Regions from separate parts of the Mus musculus genome. Here regions 1, 2 and 4 are each linked to region 3. A link is a contact called in public Hi-C and HiChIP or PLAC-seq data. All regions are on one chromosome and are shown on one strand. The core of a region is the stretch at or near the end of the contact, and the rest is flanking DNA. Distances in the headings are between cores, read along the strand shown.

Evidence for each region. Hi-C and Micro-C count contacts between places; a contact is called where the count stands out from the background. HiChIP or PLAC-seq counts read pairs in DNA pulled down with a chosen protein or histone mark.
Region 1: a contact with region 3 is called in an H3K27ac HiChIP or PLAC-seq map of heart atrium, with 10 times the contacts expected there. The contact joins two enhancer-like sites. A contact is called at or near these places in 6 of 39 promoter capture datasets (cranial neural crest, hippocampal neurons, liver and 3 more), 1 of 15 datasets of contacts at CTCF or cohesin (large pre-B cells), 2 of 484 Hi-C or Micro-C datasets (embryonic stem cells and uterus), 4 of 115 datasets of contacts at active chromatin or transcription factors (astrocytes, embryonic stem cells, heart atrium and 1 more) and 1 of 9 other capture datasets (embryonic stem cells).
Region 2: a contact with region 3 is called in a Hi-C map of the N1E-115 cell line, with 3 times the contacts expected there. The contact joins two enhancer-like sites. A contact is called at or near these places in 6 of 39 promoter capture datasets (cranial neural crest, hippocampal neurons, liver and 2 more), 2 of 15 datasets of contacts at CTCF or cohesin (embryonic stem cells and large pre-B cells), 2 of 484 Hi-C or Micro-C datasets (the N1E-115 cell line and embryonic stem cells), 3 of 115 datasets of contacts at active chromatin or transcription factors (embryonic basal ganglia, kidney and large pre-B cells) and 1 of 9 other capture datasets (embryonic stem cells).
Region 4: a Hi-C map of cerebellar granule neurons shows a contact between it and region 3, with 1.9 times the contacts expected there. The contact joins two enhancer-like sites. A contact is called at or near these places in 6 of 39 promoter capture datasets (cranial neural crest, embryonic stem cells, hippocampal neurons and 3 more), 2 of 15 datasets of contacts at CTCF or cohesin (embryonic stem cells and pro-B cells), 11 of 484 Hi-C or Micro-C datasets (brain, cerebellar granule neurons, cerebellum and 6 more), 2 of 115 datasets of contacts at active chromatin or transcription factors (astrocytes and kidney) and 1 of 9 other capture datasets (embryonic stem cells).

Annotation. Positions count from the first base shown.
Region 1 is chr9:103,909,976-103,913,066 of GRCm38.p6, reverse strand. No RefSeq gene overlaps it. Among named protein-coding and RNA genes, the nearest start is that of Gm32797, 33 kb to the left of the region's middle. Within about 2 kb of position 1,501, at least 4 of the 459 cell types and tissues checked have an H3K27ac peak or open chromatin away from gene starts, as enhancers often do. A contact at or near this core is called in heart atrium, where this site is marked.
Region 2 is chr9:103,940,061-103,943,224 of GRCm38.p6, reverse strand. The region is part of intron 3 of Gm29154 (predicted gene 29154); the gene reads left to right. Among named protein-coding and RNA genes, the nearest start is that of Gm32797, 3.3 kb to the left of the region's middle. Within about 2 kb of position 1,489, at least 11 of the 459 cell types and tissues checked have an H3K27ac peak or open chromatin away from gene starts, as enhancers often do. A contact at or near this core is called in the N1E-115 cell line, where this site is marked.
Region 3 is chr9:103,493,173-103,496,272 of GRCm38.p6, reverse strand. All of the region lies in intron 4 of Tmem108 (transmembrane protein 108), which reads left to right. It overlaps Gm16252 (a long non-coding RNA gene), which reads right to left. Exons shown (of 7, transcript XR_003948081.1): 4 at 378-3,100. Among named protein-coding and RNA genes, the nearest start is that of Bfsp2, 14 kb to the right of the region's middle. Within about 2 kb of position 1,747, at least 46 of the 459 cell types and tissues checked have an H3K27ac peak or open chromatin away from gene starts, as enhancers often do. A contact at or near this core is called in the N1E-115 cell line, cerebellar granule neurons, cerebellum and 2 more, where this site is marked.
Region 4 is chr9:103,865,757-103,868,964 of GRCm38.p6, reverse strand. No RefSeq gene overlaps it. Among named protein-coding and RNA genes, the nearest start is that of Gm32797, 78 kb to the left of the region's middle. Within about 2 kb of position 1,349, at least 9 of the 459 cell types and tissues checked have an H3K27ac peak or open chromatin away from gene starts, as enhancers often do. A contact at or near this core is called in cerebellar granule neurons, cerebellum and cortical neurons, where this site is marked.

The DNA of each region.
Region 1 (3,091 bases), core at 252-2,751, 420 kb before region 3:
GGTTTCATGAACTTTCTGCAGTTGGAGTATCAATGGAAAGTCATAAACCAGGGCATGTTTATTTATTTATTTATTTACATCCTGAATGCTGCCCCTCCCAGCCCCCCTCTTAGGTTCCTCCCCATATCCCCCCTTCCCTTCATCTCTGAGAGGGTGGCCCCCCTCCCTGGAAATACCATAGTGGGGACATCAGGCAGGTGGTAGAGCAAAGCAAGGGAAGTCCCACTCTGGGTTTTAGATGCTGTGTGATTGACAGCCACAGCTTTTGGATGGGTGGGAGCTAGGGGTCTGCTAAGAATACATTCCAAAGGTTTTTACCTGAGAGTCCAGAGGAAGTTAAATCAGACACAGAGGTGAACAGCGAATGGCCCAAGATAATGAGTGTCTGGATCCACAACATTCCAACTCTCTACAATGAGTAGGTTCTGATCAGTCCTTATAGAACCTTCACCATGGGTGTGGCTTTCCCCCCTGGGAACTTCACCCCACAGTTCAAATGTAATCATTACAGCAGAGGAATGAAACAACCATGTGGATACAGCACTGGCAGCGTTTGTTTCAAGTTCTAACACCACTGTTTATTTTTCAGAAAGGATCAGCATAGCGTGGTGGTTAAAAAGCAGGGATGGAAGGCAAAAAGCCTAGCCTTTAGTCTCAGCTCCTACCAGCTACTGCTGTGTGACTTTGGTCAAGTTCCTTAACCTCTCTGGGTTTCCAGTACAACTTGTAATTAAAGAAGATACTAATGCCCACCTCTTAGGGTTGCTGTAAGCATCAAATGAGTTATAGCAACTTTGATAATTCATTTGAGCAAAAATGGAAATTTAATATTTAATACATTTCAAATGCAAACACATATAAACCTACTTCTAAAGTGAAATGAAAATATTAATCTATAGAATAGTCATTAAGCAAAAATTATTCTTTTATGAATTATTTGAAGATAAAATTGATAGAAATAAAATATTGTAATAGACAATTTAGAACTAGATAAAATTGACTAAAACTGAACTAATAGTGGAAAATTAAATGTGAAATAGTTTTTGATCTTTTAAGAATGCTGTGGGCTTTAAAAGCCCCGAAATGATAATAATGTCATTTTCTTTGAAACTCCAGTCATTGAAACGCTTGTCCTTGAGTGGCAAGATGGGAGTAGAAAGTAATGCTGTATTCTTTTTAATTCTTCTCACTTATCCCATCTCTTGATTGACAACATTCAGCAGCTCCTCCCATAGAGATGCAGAACCCCACCCCCCCTAGCAGATCTCTCTTAGAAGGATCCTAAGCTAGAATCTGGCTCTATCTTCTTCCCAGTATGTTGCTGTCAAACTTTGGTTTCTTGTGGATTCCATTGCAGGGTCTCCCATAGTGTGGAACCTTCTGCCTCCCTAGTCTACTGTGGTAGAAGAAGTTTGCCCAGTCATTTCTCTGGGCCAAATGCAGCTAGCCTGCCTGTCTTCACAAATAAAGTTTTACTGGAACCCATCCAAATTCCCTCATTTGCATATCATCTATTGCTATTCTTGCAATGAAGTGGCAGAAGTGAATAGCAGCAGCAGAGACTAGTTCTCCTGCCCTGTCAAAAATAAACGCCAGCACTCTCAGAGCCATTAAGGAAAATGTTTGGGTATTACTAGGCCTCAGATCTGGATTTCTAGGGGACACTGAGATGGATTGTGATGGCTCAGCGGTTAAGAGCACTGACTGCTCTTCCAGAGGTCCTGAGTTCAATTTCCAGCAACCACATGGTATGGGATCAACCATTTGTAATGGGATTGATGCCCTCTTCTGGTGTGTCTGAAGAGATTGACAGTGTACTCACATACATAAAATAGATCTTTTTTTTTTTTTAAGGTCACTAGAAGAGTTATAAATGTCATGGACAGACAGACAAATAGAGATGACTTCAAAAATTGAACGTAGTAATGGCAATCTCTCATTTAAAAATTAAGCTTCATGTTGGATACCTTTTCCTGGGGGAGGTCAGAGGGCAACTCTTGGAAGTTGGCTCTCTCTATCCACCGTGTGGATCATGGGATTGGACTCAGATTGTTGAGCTCTGTGGCAAGTGTCTCGACCTACTGGGCGATTCTGCCTATCTCCTTTCATGAAGTAATAATCTTCATGATTTTGAGGGCCTATGATAACAGCCACAATGGTAAAGATGGTTGCGTTGTCATACTCAGATGACAGCACTCCACAGCATCCCATGAAGACAAAGTGATGTCTATTATTCTCACTATCATTCCTGTCTATTATTCTCACTATCATTCCCAGAATTTGATACTGGCACCCAATAGACAATACTGGCACACAGTAGGTGCTAAATAAATGAATGCTGGTTAAATGATTCTACTATCTAAAATAAATTGGGAGCACATGGTACCTGTGGGTTGATATCTCCATTTTTATATATGACTGGAGAAAATATTCTCTATAATGACTAGACCCCTGGATGTGCCAAACAAGTGACAGAAATGGTGTGAAACCCTCCACATCTCCTTTCCAGAACCCTACAGAGCCTCTTTCCCCAGGGAGCGGGCTTATAAATGTACAGCATCAGTAGGGCATGCACTCTCTCTGGAGCACATTCTTAGGAAGAGAATGCTTTACGCTGGTGAAGCCATTTCCCCCAGTTCCTGGCTCCCGAGTCTTACCAGCAGGCTGCATTTTTGTAAGCCCTTGCCAATCATGTGTCTTTCAGAGAAGTCAGCATCCTTACTGGAGAGTATGCTGAGCTTTCATTCGTTTGCTTGTTTAACCATCTCTGTGCCTTGGAATTACTGGGAAAAACCAATAAACCATGAGGAGTGGGCTGTAGCCTCAGAGGGTCCGGTTTAATTGGACTAGGTATTGCTGTTAAAGTTTGCTCAGGTGATTCTAATATGCAGCCAGCCCAGCAGTGAGACTGTTAGTTAAGTGAGAGACCGGGAGAGACTGTGTCTGTATCTGTGTGCACATATTACAGGGGTGGGTGGCTTTTACACATGTGTGGAAAGGCCAGAAGTTGAAATTGAATATCTTTCACTAATACTGTCACACCTTGTCTTCATTGAATCCAGAGCTCACCGATTGGCTGGACTGGCTGGCC
Region 2 (3,164 bases), core at 240-2,739, 450 kb before region 3:
GAGAACGAGCCAAAGCCCTCGTGTGTCCTTCCTCTTTAAGATTAGGACCTGTACTGCCTGTTCCAGTGTCTCAAAACTGTAGTCATGCTTGGTCCAGTTTAGGACCTGTGCTGAGTAGGGTAATACACTCAGTGACAGTTTTCATGGAACAGTTTGGGTCTTTCTCTCATTTACAAATACACCTATAGAATACGCGCACACACAAATGCGATCTCTCTCTCTCTCTCTCTCTCTCTCTCTCTCTCTCTCTCTCTCTCTCATACACACACACACACACACACACACACACACACACACAGATTTCAAGAATCTGTATGTGTGTAGGAAGCATACATTAGCCTTATCAATACAACCAGCCATTTCATGTAATAGCTCCCCAGTGATCAAGCACCCATGTTTTTTCCTGCCTTTCCCCTTTCATGTGTGTGTCCGTATTTAAACCCTAGTCCTTATCTACTTTTCTAAAGAGGTTGTCACTGTTTCGGGCAAGCCATTCCCATACACACAGCTGTTTCTCAGGCAGCTAGACTACATATGTCTGCCCCGCCCTCTTAATAAATATAACATAGGGTATATTTATATCTCCTACATTCAGAGTGGGTCTTCTGTCCTTAGGTATCTTTAGGGACGCACTCTCTCGGACATGCCCAGAGGTGCATCTCTGGTGGGGATTCTCAACCCAGACAATTCGCTTCAGCATTAACGAATTCCAGGGCTCGCCTTAGAGTCAGAGCTCTGGGAGGGTCAGTGAGGTGCTTTTCTAGATTAATTTAACTGAGAGGAGAAGATTACTCTCAACTGGGGTAGTGCCATTCCGTGGGCCCATGGGTCCTTTACTGCATAAAAAGTTGAATACCAGCATTTATCCCTCCCTGCCTCTTGACTGTGGGTATGATGTCACCAGCTGCTTTAAGTTCACCATGCCCTCCCACTTCCATAAAATGGGGCCTTGAGCCATGAGCCCAAACAAAACTTTCTTCCATTAAGTTGCTTCTCCTCGGGTTTTTGTCACAGCAACAAGGTGAGTAACTGTTAGATCCTCTTTGTGGCTGTGTCACGCTCTCCTTCCTTACTCTTCCTTGCTGTCTTTTATTTTAATTTTAAAGACTACATTTATTTGTGTGTGTGCACGCATGCGCAGCATGTGTGCACACACCACACACACACATCTGAGCCGCGCGTGTGCGCGCACACACACACAGGTTAGATGACAACTTTTAGGAGTTGGTTTTTGCTCCTTAGGATGGAACTCAGGTCATCAGACACGGAGGCAGTGCCTTTACCTGCTGAGCCATCTGTCTCATGGGTGCTGTTGCGGAGGAGTTCGTTATCCTTGGTAGTGCCTTCGCTCTCCTTCCTTCTTTTTCACTCACCCTGTCCACGCTGCCATCCACAGTATTTCCAGTTGCAACTGCTCTCTATTACCCATCTATCCCTACCGTCCTGACAGTGCTTCCGTAGGCTGTTCAGTAGCTGATGTATTCGTAGTGTTCCGCTCCTCTAAGAGTTCTTCCTTACGTCACAGCCCATAGGGAAGGCGTACACGCCCCACAGAAGCTGCAAGCACAGATCTTATCTGTGAACTTGTGAAGACATTGCTAAATGGCTATGGCATCCTTTTCCACCAAGGCGCCTCAGGATATTACTCATTTGCCGTGAGTAACTGCTCCAGGCTGGATGACTAGTCAATTCGACAGAACCCAATTCCTTCTCTAGCTAATTCCGTGGCCTTGCTCATAATTACAGCTTAATCCTTTGCTCATTTGCAGGGACTTTCACGCATAGATTGCTGAAGTGTTTTCCACCAAGGGCCGCTTTTCATTCAGGAGAGGCTGTGAAGGCAGAGACTAGGGGGCTGTGGTGCTCTGCCCTTACAGCGGAGAGACAGACAACGTAGCACAGAGCTGCTAGGGTAACCAATGTGCTCTTGCCTAAGGGGCCAGGTTGTCACACCCATTTTATTTTCCTCTCAGGGGTCCCTCTGGGAGACCTTGTTATTTCTGTGGTTCAGAATTGCAGATGGGTAAAAGGCTGTAGCAACTGCGCGGAATGGCCATGCTCTGGAGTCTCTCGGGTCAAGACGAGGATGTGTTCACATGTCACAGCCCATTTCGTTACTGTGGCGGACTTCTCAGCAGGCATGACTGAAATCTCTCCCCTGGGAATAGCAGGTGTCTCCAACAAATAGCCGCATCAAAGTCACAGAGATCTAAGTCTTATGTTCCAAAGTCCATTTGGGAAGCCACAGAGACGCCAAAGCGTCTCTGAACACAAGATCAGTGTCACCTGTTAATCTATCTGCTAATTTTCTTAGGTTGTACTGTCCAGTGCAGTTGCCATCCGTCCTGTGAAGCTACGTCAACATGAAACTAAATTAAATTAAAATGAAATGAAATTAAAAATTTAGTTCTTCAGTCATGTTAGCCACATTTCAAGTGTTCTATCTACACTGGCTATGTGTCTGGCCGAGTGGCTCCCATGTCATATGTGGAACACTGCAGTAGGCCTGTGTCTGAGCCAAGGTGCTCTGGGCAGTGTCTGTTGTGTGTTTGGAACCCAAACTGCAGAGACATCCAAATACACACGGTGGCTGAGTGGTACAGAGAGAGGCACATTGGGTTGGTTGCTGTTGGATTTTAAATTAATTTCCGGTCATTTTGTCAACCATTTGGCAACATTCAGTTCTGTGACCCTCACCTGGTCATTGTGGCCTACACGTTTAGAGGCTATGATTCATATCATACAACTTTTATGTTGCTCTCAGCCAAATAAATGCTTTTCTCCTTAAGGCTCTTTGTTTAATGTGTCCTCTGAGGAGAGCATCAGGGGACTGTTTATGTGTTGTAGTCAGAGGCTGGTGTGGTAAGCAAGAGTGTGCTGTTTATTTTCTGTTGTTTCTGTAGCTAGTATCTTCCACGATCCACGTGAACTCTCTTTTGCATGCGTTTGCATGGTCGGGTGATTTGCAGTTGCCTCAATATGAAAGAGGTAGAGAACTCAGTCATTCAAGAGAGGCACCATTGGGGAATGACGTAAGGCTTCTAACTGCTCTGTGACATTTTTATTCCTACTTCTTCTCTGGCCTTAAATAAGAGCTTGTGTGCACCAAAAATAGACCACCCAGTTCCGTGTGGCTAAAGCTGCCACAAGATTTTGAATGAGGT
Region 3 (3,100 bases), core at 498-2,997:
ATCCCTAGATCACAAGATCCAGGAGCTCAGAGCCAGGCTAGAATGAATGTTTTCTTTGATCATTAGCTTGTCCCAAGCCTATTTTTCTCTTCCAAGTACCACTACATGCTTGTGACACAGGAAAGCTTGCTGTGTTCCTTGTCTAACTTATGCAGCCCTCACTACTCTACAAGGAGAAGGCAGGTTCTATTCTTAATTCTAACTTTATTATATCTCTCTGCCATAACTTAACCTTAAACCATCTCCTTAAACATTCTATCAACTACCGTAACTTCCTAAAACTATTTAAATCAAATCAGGAATTCTATGAAATCATTAATCCATTTAAATGATATTTTACAAAAGTTCATCTTCATATTTATGTGCAGGAAACTTACTCAGTAGAGTGGGCTGTCTCTCAAGAAGCAATGACAGCAGACTCTATAGGTAGAGAGGGTCTCCCCACACCCACTCACACCTTGCTAGATTCAGAAAGAACCGCAACATCAAGGAGCAATCCAGAGACAAACCCCCTGGGGCTGTGCCTCTCCTAGGTACATCCATCTCAGCTGTGCATAGTGGACCATAGGCTGTGATCCCTGCTTCTGAAATAGGAAGGAGATTGAAAAAACTTAGCACGTATTAGTAAGCAAATTATTAACAGTCACACGTGAGAAGTAGCTGCTTTCTAATCTCCCATGCGTGTCGCCCTCGATTATAGTTGGGACGCCCTCGATTATAGTTGGGATCCCAGGATTGTCTTATCATTCTGTTCCTACACTTGCTAAAGAAAATAAACACATAAATAGACACACAGTACCGAGGTGTCAGGAGACTCTGGTCATCACCCGCACCGTTGAGTTAGAAAACTGACGTCAGTCAAGGCAGGGCAGACACAGCCTAGAACTACTCCCCAAGGACAAGTCGAAGCTGTAAGAGGAGCCTTCAGGTGCTGGGGGGCAGGGGTAGTACACTCTCTCTAAAGATCTAATTGTGTCCACACTGGCCTTTTATAGCCCAAGGGGACAACAGAGTCCACTTCCTTTATGTTTCTACCTGGGTCCTGACTACCCCCACATCAAATCTGTGTCCTTGGTCACAGACATAGCCCCTATGGGTCATCCTTGGCCATTATACTTAAATATACAGGAAATACTTAAATCAGTATTTAGATCAGTCTGGTCTCGGGACCCTAGGTGTTGTTTGGACTGTTTCCATAGTCCTGCTCCATCTAATGACCAGACCAGCTGGGCTCTCCCAGGTCCGAAGGCTCATGTTTCAACCTTCCCTGCTGTCTGTGTACCCCAGAGCACCTCTGCAGACCTTACAGCAGACTCTCCATCCTCTGCCAGGCAGACAGACTGGTACCAAAGTGCAGGTGTAGAATTTATCACCGCTGGCGAAGGGGCTGGGAGAGAAGCCAGGTTTCAGAGAGCAGCAGAGGCTTGCCCCGTGCTATGCTTTCTCCAGCTCATGATTCCCCTGGTTCTAATGAGGGAGAGAGGAGTATATTGAACTCAAAGCCTGCACAGCAATGGAGGGTCAGCAGCTCACCTGCCTTCCACGTCACAAACCCTCCCAATAGCTGGAAGGGCATCAGTGTACAAGGGCTGAGGAGTGGTTAGTCTCCTGAGCCCTGCCAGATACTTGCTGCCAACTCTGCTTCAGAAGAGAACTAAAATTGACTGGCTCCAGGCCACTAGGAGCGAGGGCCAGGAGCCATGTGGCTGCTGCGCTGGTCTCTGCTGCCACCATCAGGATGCACAGGTCCTGCTGCCTCCTCTTAAGCCTCGGGCCTGCCAGTGGTCATTACTCACCAGTGTGTGCTCTGGGTTTTCACAGAACCATGTGGAGGCTCTGCTGAGCTCCCTTGGCCTGTCTCACACTGTGGGGTGTTTTCTCCCAGCCTCATCTGGGAGAAGATGGAGCTTTAGGGAGGGTTAGATAAGGAAACCAGAGCAGAGACAGATGTGCTGCATCACCAGTGCAAGTTCAGCCTGATAGGACAGAGGAGAGCCACTCCCTGGCCTTGATACTCGCCCCAGAGCAAGGTTTTCTCCAGGCTCTGGACCATTAATTCAATATTCCAAGGGGTGTTTTAGGACCCATAATTCTTAGCTCTGCTCATTGTCCAGTGAATGTTAACCATGAATACAAGCATAAACATGTGCCTGTATATGCAGAGTGTGTGTATGTGTGTGTGTGTGTGTAGGACTTACATGGCTTTTTAATTACCACATAAGAAAACCTGGGTTAATTGCATACACTAGCAAGATTTTGCTGAAAGGACCCAGATATAGCTGTCTCTTGTGAGACTATGCCGGGGCCTAGCAAACACAGAAGTGGATGCTCACAGTCAGCTATTGGATGGATCACAGGGCCCCCAATGGAGGAGCTAGAGAAAGTATCCAAGGAGCTAAAGGGATCTGCAACCCTATAGGTGGAACAACATTATGAACTAACCAGTACCCCGGAGCTCTTGACTCTAGCTGCATATGTATCAAAAGATGGCCTAGTCGGCCATCACTGGAAAGAGAGGCCCATTGGACTTGCAAACTTTATATGCCCCAGTACAGGGGAACGCCAGGGCCAAAAAGTGGGGGTGGGTGGGTGGGAGGGTATGGGGGACTTTTGGGATAGCATTGGAAATGTAAATGAGGAAAATACGTAATTTTAAAAAAAGAAAAAGAAATAAATGATGTGATTATTCAGGAAAAAAAAAAGAAAGAAAACCTGGGTTAGACTGGTTCTTACTATGAAGCAGAAAAAGATTGTCGCAAAAGGAAGTGTAGTTAGGTGGGTAGTCTCTTTGGAATTATGGACCAATGGGAGGAGGTGGTGGGGAGAAGGCAGGACTCTCCTTAAATTGTCACTCTGGCCATGACCCACTCAAGCTAAACTATAGCTATCTCTGGACTGTAAGGTAGTATCCCCCTGCTAGACTTCTAACCCCCACATGCTAAGGTGAGGAGCTGGGCACTAAACCCTCTTAGTTGTGGCCTTATAACCAGGACATAAGAGCTGAAAACTACCCAGTCCCTGTCTTCTGTCAGTTTAATCCTTTATGGAGTGCCCTGAAGTGCTAAAACCAGCTTGTGGAATCAAACACGCCTGCCCACAA
Region 4 (3,208 bases), core at 100-2,599, 370 kb before region 3:
CCACTAAAGTGCCGAGCCTTCTGCTACTATGAAAGTGCTCCACAAAGACCGATCTAATCCAAAAGTCCAGGAGTAACGGAGTTGACGGGACAGAGACTTGCCACTGTTGCGTATTAGTGACAAATTCTTAACATGGCATGAAGTTGACTTGATTTGGGAGGTAAGAGAAAAATATAACAACTAAACTGGTGTCATGTTATCCTTGCTAGGGTGAAATTTATAAGAAATGAATCATAGGGACTACTTAAGGGTCTAAGAATTTAGAAAATACTAAGAGCTGCTTTCTTTCCCAGTCATCTATGGAGCCTTGGACAGACTTCTGATTGTTGCTTCCATAATGTCTTCTTTCTGTGTAGCTCCAACAAAATAACACAAGATAAAGATTCCATAGACAGAATACACACCCCCTCATACACACACTAATGCACATGCATTTACATATGTAAACACACACACCACAATATGCGTTCATACACTCGCACCTGCACACACCAAGCACACACATGCACGCACACACGCACACACATACAAACATGCACACATACACATACCACTTACAAACATCACACACATGCACCCACCCACAACACATACAAGTATGTACACATACATACATAACACACACATACAAGTACACATTAGTGCGCGTGCACACAATATGTCATGGTTTCATTCAGACCCTTCAACCTTGGAAGATTTCTCAAGGCAATAAAGGTTGATTGGTTGTCCTGAATAGCTTGAGTGCTCACAGGGGCATTTTTGAAGAAGAAAACATCACCCAGGCTAGCTAGAAAAAGAAAAGAAAAAAGAAGAAAACGTTTGTAATTCTACATTCCACAAGAAATACATCAGTGCAGGGAACTACATTTAGGACAGCAGCCTCAGCGCCTGATTGCCTGAAATGGCAGGTGGCGAAAGGCAGCTACGAATGCCCAGACGAATTTTTTTCTATTATTCTGCAGTGTAAGCCAACTGAATGGGGCCCAAATTTTACACAGCTGAAACTGAGCTCTGGCTGTCCAGGCAGCTTAATTGGAGTGGGCCAAACACTTTGCATCAGCTCTCTGAATTCCCAGAAATGAACATATTCAAGGAAATAAAACCTTTGTGCACAAACCCAAACCCTCAGCCCTATCACACAAATGGGACGCCTATAGGCTTTGATGGGGTCTTTGTGAAGTAATATGGAAGTTAAGAATTAAACATGCGTGTTTTACTGTTTTATAGGCCCCCAAACCTGATTAATTGGTAAAGCGTTGGCTGATGGTGCCATGTTGCTATTCATCTGTTCTATGATGCTTACATTTCGGGTTGCCAACTGGAAAGAAGCAATTTCCAAGAAGAGAATGTTTGCTCCAAGGTATAATGGGTTTATCATAAGGGAGAGAATTGCAGGAGAAATTGAAGGCAATAGGGGGCTCAAGGCTTGGAAAGGCAGCCAAGGAAGGGAGCCAGAAGCAGAGTGAGTGTTGCATAAATATTCATGCATTATGGCAGGCTAATAATAACAATTGCTGAAATATTTCTTAGACATTACCTTACATAGGGTGAAATTAAGATAGATTTCAGTTAAGTTGATATTCCCTTCAAATGGCCTATTTTTTTTAGGGCGTGCATACATATATGTGGTAAAGCCAGTAATTTGATTACCGAAAGTAACTGAGATGCAAGCTCTCAAGTCTCGCCTTCCCCGGTGTGATCCATGAATAACACGAGTTGTGAATCACGCCTAAGGCTCCTACAATGGCCGCACCAAGTAATAACATGTCAACTGTAACTTGGGTTTTTATGGCAGATTTTTATAGCAAAGAGTAAGATAATCGGATTTATCAAATTGACAGTGACATCATCGACTGCGTTACTTGAAATGCAAATGTTGCCACTGTAACTCATGTGCATCTTGCTCAGGGTTCTTTGGTCTTGCTATTAGAAGCACTGTTCATCTGTATTATTTGTTCTGGTTTAGTTAAATCTGAAGGATGATGACAGTGTCCAGCCTAAAAATAGTCTCAGTTGAAAGGATGTTATACGACCAGGCCAAACTGGGGTTTTCATAAGGTCTAGTTCATGCTTAAATGGTTTGTTAATTGTAAGTATGTATAACTTATATATGTGAGGGGAGAGGGAGAAGAAAAAGGAAGGTGAGGAGAGATGAGAAAAAGGAAAATGGCATTAAGACCAGTCATGTCTGGTTGTTGCAACCAAAGTCATCTCAGAGACTGTGTGGTGCCATCTTCCCTTGTTGGATCCATTGTCATAAGGGACAGCAAAGGGGAGTCGACCGTGTGAGTCTATAAGATTAGGAAGCACTTGAAATACTTATGACAATTCATCAGCCATCACCTGATAACGAGTTTATCAGCATATAATGATAGGAAGTTTTAGACAATTGTTTGTGTTGTACCTTGTCCTTTGGAGCAAGGTGGTGTGAATAGACAAAGAACATCATAAAAGGAGAGTGCCAGACAGGTGCTGTCAGGGCACATGGAAGAAGCGCCATGCCAATAAACTAAACCCTGGCAGACTACAAAGACTTAAGTGGAAATGGAGAGAGGTGCGTGGTTGCGTGGCTCTGGGCTCTGCTGCTTCCAGGATAGACTTGTGCTCGCTGAGTGTGACAAATGCCACGGTGTCATGTCACTCTATTCCTTTGAGGTCCTACCTTTCCAGCCATATCTCAGATCCAGTGGCAGAGTGAGACGGGAGCAGGAGCAAAAAGTCCTGGTGACCTCAGCCTGACATGAGGCAATCCTGGTGGCTAGAGGGTGTACCAGAGCTCCTCAATGGATGGTACAAGGCTTTGCCAAGCCAACCTTACAGTCAACCTTTCCCTCTGCCCCCCACTTCTATTCACAGGCTAATTCCAAAGAAACAAACTATCCCTCAAATTGCTTCAGCAGCTGCCCCAACAGAGCAACTTGGTAGAGAGATACCTCTCAGAATGTCTCAGGCCTCAGGCATCTGCTTTGTGCCAAAAGGCACTCAAATGCTATCCATGGTTCTGATTTCCCACTCAGAGACACTGCTTCTGTTTGCTTGACATGTGGTTTGTCTAAAAGGAAAATGTGTGCCAGTCAGAGCAGCTTGGATAATATACACACCTGACGGTGGCATTTCTTTCTTACCTGAGTAAATTAGGCATCAGACTGACTGCAAATGTTAAGATGAGTCTATTTGCAGGCAATGGCTCATTCTAAGAGAGTCTACA